2 separate regions of the Podarcis muralis genome follow, and region 1 is linked to region 2. Evidence: chromatin contacts called from public Hi-C data. All regions are on one chromosome and are shown on one strand. Each heading gives the region's core, a stretch centred on a gene start, on an enhancer-like site or on the middle of the called end of the contact. The rest is flanking DNA. Distances are from core to core; before and after follow the strand shown. Region 1 holds the start of LRFN4 (leucine rich repeat and fibronectin type III domain containing 4). Region 2 holds the start of ITGA10 (integrin subunit alpha 10).

What was found. A called contact is a pair of places that touch in the nucleus more often than the background predicts.
Region 1: a contact with region 2 is called in a Hi-C map of tail, with 7 times the contacts expected there. The contact joins the promoter of LRFN4 here to the promoter of ITGA10 in region 2. A contact is called at or near these places in 2 of 3 Hi-C or Micro-C datasets (blood and tail).

What each region holds. Positions count from the first base shown.
Region 1 is chr16:17,120,651-17,124,770 of rPodMur119.hap1.1, reverse strand. It overlaps LRFN4 (leucine rich repeat and fibronectin type III domain containing 4), which reads right to left and starts at 2,736. Exons shown (of 3, transcript XM_028710553.2): 1 at 880-2,736. All of the region lies in intron 11 of PC (pyruvate carboxylase), which reads left to right.
Region 2 is chr16:16,920,815-16,924,634 of rPodMur119.hap1.1, reverse strand. It overlaps ITGA10 (integrin subunit alpha 10), which reads right to left and starts at 2,282. Exons shown (of 30, transcript XM_028710249.2): 1 at 1,950-2,282. The coding sequence starts at 2,001.

The DNA of each region.
Region 1 (4,120 bases), core at 1,487-3,986, 200 kb before region 2:
GTTTGGAGCTGCACTTGGTTCTGCCTGTCTGTTTATTCAGCAGATGACAAATCTACCTCCATCTCTCCCTCTCTCCCCCCCCTTTCTCTCTCTCCTCTCCGCCCCCCCCCCCTTCCCCCAGGGCACTCCCTTCTCTGCTCCAGGCTGGAGAGCCTGGCCCTGCCGGGCACAATGAGGCCTCCTAGTGGCAGAGTCGGGAGCAGCCGCTGCCTCTGCGCTGGTGCAGGTGAAAGGTTGCAGATGGCCAGAGAAGGGGGGGGGGTTGTTACTAGTGCCACAGGAAGAGGGGGGCAAGTGGCCAGGGCAGGATGCAATTGAGGTGGAATAATTTGAAGCTGGCTGATCCCTTTCACCACCTCCTTCCTGCCACTGAGCATCTGCTTTCCATGACTGGAAGGGCACCCCGCTCAGATTTTAATCAAGATGGAAATACAAAGGTCAGAGAAGAATAAAAGAGGAGTGGGGAGAGGGACCCCCACCATTTCCATCACAATGCAACTTTATGGGTTAGGAAAAGGGTGAGGGGTGAAAGGAGATTCAGTGGGAGAAAAAGAGGTTTGGGAGATCAGATTCCTTTTTCTATTCTGGAAGCCTTTCCAGGGTTTGTAACAGGCAGAGACAGCTAAAAGGGGGCTCTCCTCGCCACCCCCCGGAGACCAGCGCACCCCATTTGTGGTTTTCTCCCCCTCCCCAAAATTAAATAAACACTCTGCAGTCCCCCTCTGCAGGACATTAGTCACTCCACAACCCCCCCTCCAGGAGCCATCACTGCCTAACCCAACTTCCCACAAAGCTCAGCTAGACACACACACCCCAACACACAGACACACATCACATTTCTGCCCCCCCCCCATCCATTCGCCCCAGATGCCTTTTTACCTTCTGCTCAGTGTCTCAGGGGCCCAGAGAGCAGCCGCGGCCATCCTGCTCCATCTCCCCGCCTCTCTGAGCCCCCTGCCTCTCGCTCAGGCTCTCCTGGCCGGATCGCGGCCCCCAGGTGCCCCCTGAACCCTCTGCTCCTCCGGGTGCCATGGAGGGGGGCCCAACCGCAGCGGAGCCCCCTTGCCTGCACGGCGGCTGGTGCTGCTGCTGCTGCGTGGCAAGCAAAAGTTCAGCGTGGCTGGAGGTGGCATCGGAGACGCAGGCAGCAGAACATCCTTCCCCCCCACCGTCGCCCCCCCCCCAGCCAAAGGAATCAGACTCAGGAAATGCTGCAGCGCTCAGGCAGACATGGGAGAGGGCATCCGTGCCACCCTCCTCAAGATGCTGCTGTTAGTGGAGCTCTCTGTGACTCGGGGTGCTCTCTGCTCCCAGGGTCTCTGCTCTTTGACCCTTTTCGCTCACCAGGACTCAGGCTGGGCCACCTTGCCTCTGACCCTTCCTGGGCTCGGAGGCTCCAGGTCCTCCCAAGGTGGCAGATGCCCAAATCAAATTCCTGGGCTCAGTCTGCTTTGCCCTCCAGCTCCTGTGTCCCGGTCACTGTTCCTGGACCCTGAATGCACCCCACTTTCCTTCCAGGTCCCCTTCACCCCTCAGGACTCCTGGGTTCCATGCCACTCAGCTCTCAGTTTCCAGATAAGTCTAGATCCCTTCGATTTCTTCATTCCAAGGTTCTAGATCTCCCAGGACAGGCCCATTCCAGGTTCTACATGGTCCATTTCTGATCTTGATATCTCTCTTGCTTTTCTGGATCTTAGTTCTAGATCCACAGTTCTTGAAGAATCCAGAGGGGGGTTGTTTGTTGTTTTTTTTTAAAAAACACCTTACCCTGGAAATTCCAGAATTGAGCTCGTTGGTCCAGCCAAGAGGCTGGGATTCCACCACCCACCCTTTAGCTTCTTGCCCTTCTAGCTGTCCAGTCTTTGACAGTTCCAGATTATATCCCAGTTCTGTGCCCTCTGGAGTTCCGGGTTCTAATCCTCCACCCTACTGGATTCCTGGTGGGCAGACCATTCGGTGCTAGATCTTTTGACTTGGCTTTCAGACCCCGAGAACCTTTGGGGTTGGGATGTCTCCAAGGCATTAGATCCTAGATTTCCGTTTATCCTTCCCTCCTTCTTGAAGCCCGCCGTTTTCTGCCTTTGCAGAACGTGGGATCTAATTCCTGGCGCCTTCAGAGACTCTCAGGGCCCTTCCAGGAACAACGACCTTTTGCACACCCCTTCAGGGCGTCCCCAGATCCTGTTTCTTCTGCAGATCCACCGCCCTTCTTTTCCTCCGGTCCTCCTGGGTCCTCCTCCAAGAGGCTCTTTGTCTCTCTGCCTGCCTTCCTGGCGGTCCGGCAAGGGGCTGGGAGGGGACCAGCCAGCAGTTTGCAAGCAGGGTTCTTTCAGTTTGGCCTCTCCATCAAATCTTTTCCCCCAGACGCCACCCCACCCCTCCGGACTGAAGCAGGCTTAGCTCTCCGGAGCGGACGGCTCCGCTGGGCTTGGCCCCTCCCCTTCCAGTGCCTGAAGCTCCTCCTACCCAAGCTCTGGTTGGGGGGAGGGAGTTGCCTGTGCCTGGTCTTTGAAGCAGCTGGGATGGAGTCTCCCCGCTTCCTTCTCGGGATGCAGAGGCAGAAAGAGTGATGGAGCACCTTACCCAAGAGCCAGATTTTGGGAAAACCTTTGCCTCTCAGTAACCAGGGCAGGGAGGCAGGCAGCCCCACTGTGTCAGGAAAGGAAATCCGTATTGTTTTCACATCTGATTCTACCCTTTGTGCTTTAAAAAGAGTGCTCACCCCCCCACACACACACATTTTTAAGTCTGGATTTCAGATTACCAGGCAACTTCCCTCCTCCCCCCCCCCCAGGCTGCAACCTACCAGAAGCAGGAGAAGTGGGGGAGGGATCAAAGAGCAGCTGGTACCAAGTTGGTCCTCATCCCGGTTGTCCTGGGAGACCCGTTGCTAGGAAGCGAGATTGCCCGGGGGGGCACTGGTGGGGGATAGCAAAGGGGTCCACGTGGAGCAGGGTGGAAAGGGGCCCTCATTTTTCGATCAAGGCCAAGGAAGGGGGCTTTTGACTGCGGAAAGGGGAGGCCCACACATTTTAATCTTTGCACCTGTTGTTTTCTTTCTTCCTTTCTTCCTAAACAGAGAGAGGCAAACATTACCTTGCTACTCCAAAACATGGCTAAAAACAAAACTAAATTGCAATCTTGCAAAGTTTCTTTCTAAAGTAAGTCCCCCACCCCTTGAAAATTTCATCCTGTGCGTGGTGACTCAGAAGTAAATCCTTCTGTGGAGGAGTTACTCTCAATAAAGAATGGACAGAACTTGGAGCTCATGCCCACTTGGATAGCCACTGAGGCTATCTCAGACACATTTTACTTGGAGTTATTTCCACTGAACTTAATGGAACTTACTTCCAAGCAAGCATGTGCAGGATTGTGCTCTTAGCCATACATGCCATTGGTGAGGTCCTTTTGAACCCCTCTGACAATACTGGTAACTCCTTTTTGTGTGTTTTCAGCCAGTAAGTAGAAATAACATTTTGGTGCTATTAAATCTGTGGGTGCCTCCAGATCCTTCTCACCGACAATCCCTTTTGGATAACATAAGGCCATATTTGCACCCCAAGGAATTGTGCATCTGCTTTGTATCACTGCTGATATTAGGAAAGTCTTTCCAGCTCTTCTGTATACAACAGCTTTCCTGGTCGCCACAATGTGACTGGAAACTCCATGCAGATGAATAAGCTGGTTGGCAAGAGATTGTTCCATCCCTCCTGCCAGTCCCCCTGGCTGAAGGCCAGAGGATGAGGTTGCCAGTGGCTACCAGCCACAATGGCTATTTTCTGCCTCCACTCAACACTTACTGGGATCCACAACTGAGGAGAGTGCTGTTGTGCTCAGGTCCTCCTTGAGGGCTTCCCAGAGGAGGCTAGTAACCATTGATAGTCTTCAGCTCCTCCGTGGGTTTGCCCAATCCTCTTTCAAAACCATCCAAGTTAGTGGCCATCGCTCCCTCCTGTGGGAGGGAGTACCATAGTTTAACTATGTGCTGCATATAGTTAAGCTATTATAGAACTCACTCCTGCAAGCCACCAACTTGGATGGCTTTAAAAGGAATGGACAAATTCCTGAAGGAGAAGACTATCAATGGCTACTAGCCATAATGGCTGTGCTCTGCTTCATC
Region 2 (3,820 bases), core at 1,033-3,532:
GAAGGCAAAAGTGACCAGAAGTGATGAAGTTCTCATTATAACCAGAGAGAAGGAAATGAGGACCCCTCTTAAAGAGAGAGAAAAAAGGTGTCTCCCACTCAGAGCTGGGAGAGAGCTGGCTGTTCATGTTATTTGGCCAAAAGCCACTCCTAGTTAATCTCCCTCCAGGTTACTTTTGTGGTCTCTGTGTGAGCAAATCTAAGATTAAATTGGTGACTTTTTATTGTGGACTTTGAAACCATAACATGCTGGGTTACGGCATGGCTGTGCTAGCGGGGGCTGATGTGAGTTGTAGTCCAAAACATCTGGAGGGCACCAGGTGGGTGAACACTGCTATATACTTTTATGTATAGCAAGGTAATAGTTTTCCACATTTCATTTCCCTCCAACCCATTTGCAATCCCTGGTTCCCCTCCAAAAAAGATGTGTCTTTATACCTATAGCTCAGGACAACACTTCAGGCATGATGAAGTAGTCTGTGAAAGCTCATGCCGTAATTAATATGTTACTTTTTAAGATGACACAAGTTCTTGCCCCTGTCATGACTTTATCTCTCGGGGTTATCCAGTTGTGACATCCTGCTTGGTCAAAGAGGAGTTCCCCTTCTCTCCCCTCAGCAGCTTCCTAGCCCCCTCCCCCAAATCTGGTCCACAGGGTAGGGGAACTCTGGAGCAGATTTGGGTGGGTGGGCGCTGAAGAGGAGAAGAGAGGAAGGGGAGACCCCGTAACATCCCAGGGTGTGATGTTGGATCTTGTCCACCACTTCAATACCTTCATTTCTAATGTTAAAATAATGCTTCAGGGCTACCTCACAGTGTTGTCACAGGGATTACTGATATCATGGATGTGAAGCTCTTTGTATGAATGCTCTAAGGCACTGATTTAACATAAGAAGGACATAAGAAGAAGGCTACTGGATCAGGGCAGTGGCCCATCTCGTTCAGCATCTCATTCTCAAAGTGGTAAGGTAAAGTAAGGTAAAGGACCCCTGGACGGTTAAGTCCAGTCAAAGGCGATTTTGGGGTTGCAGCGCTCATCTCACTTTCAGGCCAAGGGAGCTGGCATTCAGCCACAGACAGCTTTTCCGGGTCATGTGGCCAGCATGACTAAACAGCTTCTGGCGCAACAGAACACCATGACGGAAACCAGAGTGCACAGAAACGTCGCTTACCTTCCTGCTGCAGCGGTACCTATTTATCTACTTGCACTGGTGTGCTTTTGAACTGCTAGGTTGGCAACAATGGAGTGGACCAACAGCTGTCTGTGGGAAACCCACAAGCAGCACCTGAACACAAGAACCCTCTTGCTTCCAGCAACTGGTATTCAGAAGCATGACTGCCACCAACCATAGAGAGCGTAGCCATTGTGGCTAGCAGCCATTGATAGCCTTGTCCGTCATCAATTCGTCCAGTTTTCTTTTAAAGCCATTCAGCTTGGTGGCCATCACTACCTCCAACTTGAACCTGAGCTTGTGTATTACCTCCTCCCTCCCAACCATTTTCCTTCTGTGCTGTGTCTCTTTCAGATTCTAAGCCTGAAGGCAAGGACTGCCTCTTTTGTAGTGGTTTGTAAACCACTCAGAGAGCGGTTTTTTGCTGATGAGTCAGCCTTAAAAAAAACATCGAAACGCTTAAAATAAAAAGATTTAAAAACAACAACAACAACAACCATTTGCAGAGAAGCTAAGCCAAAGGAAGGCACAAGGAATTTTGAATGGCTGGTTGCACAACCAGTCCATTGCAGCATGATTGAGACATGGTCTCCCCTTGGGTCAGTTCTGCTTTCCTCCCACTCAGGAGCCCTTAATGACATCCAGTAAACCTGTACTGTATCTTAATAGAGCTGCCTCCCTTCCATTCCCCAGTTCTCTCCTAACTTCAGGATAATTCTTCAGCCACCTAGCCTTTCCGTCTTTTAAAATGAGCTTAAATATTCTGGAATAAGGGTACCTGGTAGCAGGAGAAGGAAGAGGTAGCAGGAGCAGCTGTATGGCCCCATCATTATCACTCCAGTCAGAATCCGCACTAGTAGCAGGACGTCCCGAAAGAAAACCGAGGCCGTTTGGACATTTGGACCCTCGCCTCAGCAGCTGAGTGGTGGCGTTTGCAGAAGCAGCAGAGCCTCAAAGGTTACACTGTCTTCTGCTGGCCTCTCTCGTACACCACCAATTTTTTTTCCCCTTTCCCTCCTTCATCTCGGGAAAAAAGTTCCAATTGGCTGCTAAAAATAAATTAGACGTTCAGCCTTCCCTCTGTGCTCCTTCCTCCGTCATGTAGATGCAACTCGCTTTAAAAAAAAAAAAGAAAAAAGAGAGGGAATGGAAAAGTTATTTATTTTAAAAGATACCAAAATCACAAAGTAGAAACCAACCCAAATTATATGCCAGAAAATGGAGAGAAAATTGCTCATATTTCGTGGGTGAACCATGGTGATAAAAAGCTGTAAGAGACCAAGAGTCACTGTCTGATATTCTTTAAATTTTAACCATCTCTGACCGTACACAGAGTGCAATTATTTTACTGCTGAATAAGCACAGCCGATTCTCCCACCTGAGACATTCCAGGAGCAGAAAGCGCCAACTTCCCTGGCAATGATCTTCAATGGCACTCTTCATTTTATAAACAAGCCTTTCCTGTTATTGTTATTAATTATTAGTTTTATTAAAGTAGTTGACACACTTCTCTGACATTTCCTAGGCTTCACTCCAAGCCTGAGTCTAGCCCTGGAACTTGATGGCAATGCCAGCCCTGGTCTCAGCCCTGGAATGTGGGATGGGATAATTAAAATGAGTTACCGGTAGCCTCTGAACGTATGTAGAGTGCAATTTCTCCACAATCACAGCCATTCCCTAAACATTCATGAAAACAAGGATCAGGGTCTCTTGATAGACTTCAGTTTGCCACAATACAGTGGTACCTCGGGTTAAGTACTTAATTCGTTCCAGAGATCCGTTTTAACCTGAAACTGTTCTTAACCTGAAGCACCACCTTAGCTAACGGGGCCTCCTGCTGCCACCGCACCGCCAGAGCATGATTTCTGTTCTCATGATGAAGCAAAGTTCTTAATCCGCAGTAATATTTCTGGTTAGCGGAGTCTGTAACCTGAAGCATATGTAACCTGAAGCGTATGTAAACCGAAGTACCACTGTACTTAAGACTCACAGACTGTGGAACTCATTCCCACAGCAACTTGGATGGCTTTAAAGCAGGATGGGACAAATTCATGGAGGAGAAGGTTATCAATGGCTACGAGCCATGGTGGTTATGCTCTGCCTCCAAAATCAGAGGCAGCAATGCTTCTGAATACCAGTCACTGGGTAGCATAAGAGCAGGGAGAGAGCTCTTGTGCTCAGGTGCTGCTTGCAGGTTCCCCACAGGCATGTCAACCACTGTGAGAACAGGATGCTGGCCTAGATGGGCCATTGGCCTAATCCAGCAAGCTCTTCTTGTGCTCGATGCAGTTGAGTCAGTAAAAGACAACATTTGTGTGTGTGTTTTTTGGTTTCCTTCCGCTTGTAAAGCTTTGCCGTTGCCCTGGAGCTGCAAATTCCTTTGTGGTAAGAAATTAAAAGGTTTGTGTGGAAAGCGAGTAGGAGCTTTGTGCAACCGAAACCCCGAATTAAGGACTCCTTGTCAGCACAATGGGGCATGGGAGCGGCCTCCCAAACCGAGCCACTCCTTGCCAAAGTGGTCCAATCTGAGCAGGAACTTCGAAACATTTGTTGAAGTGAAGCCATTTTCCTTCTCCTTTAACCCCTCGGCATTCAATGGAGCAGCAATCCAGGCTGGATCTAGGTTCTGAGCGGGCCGAGGACAAGATG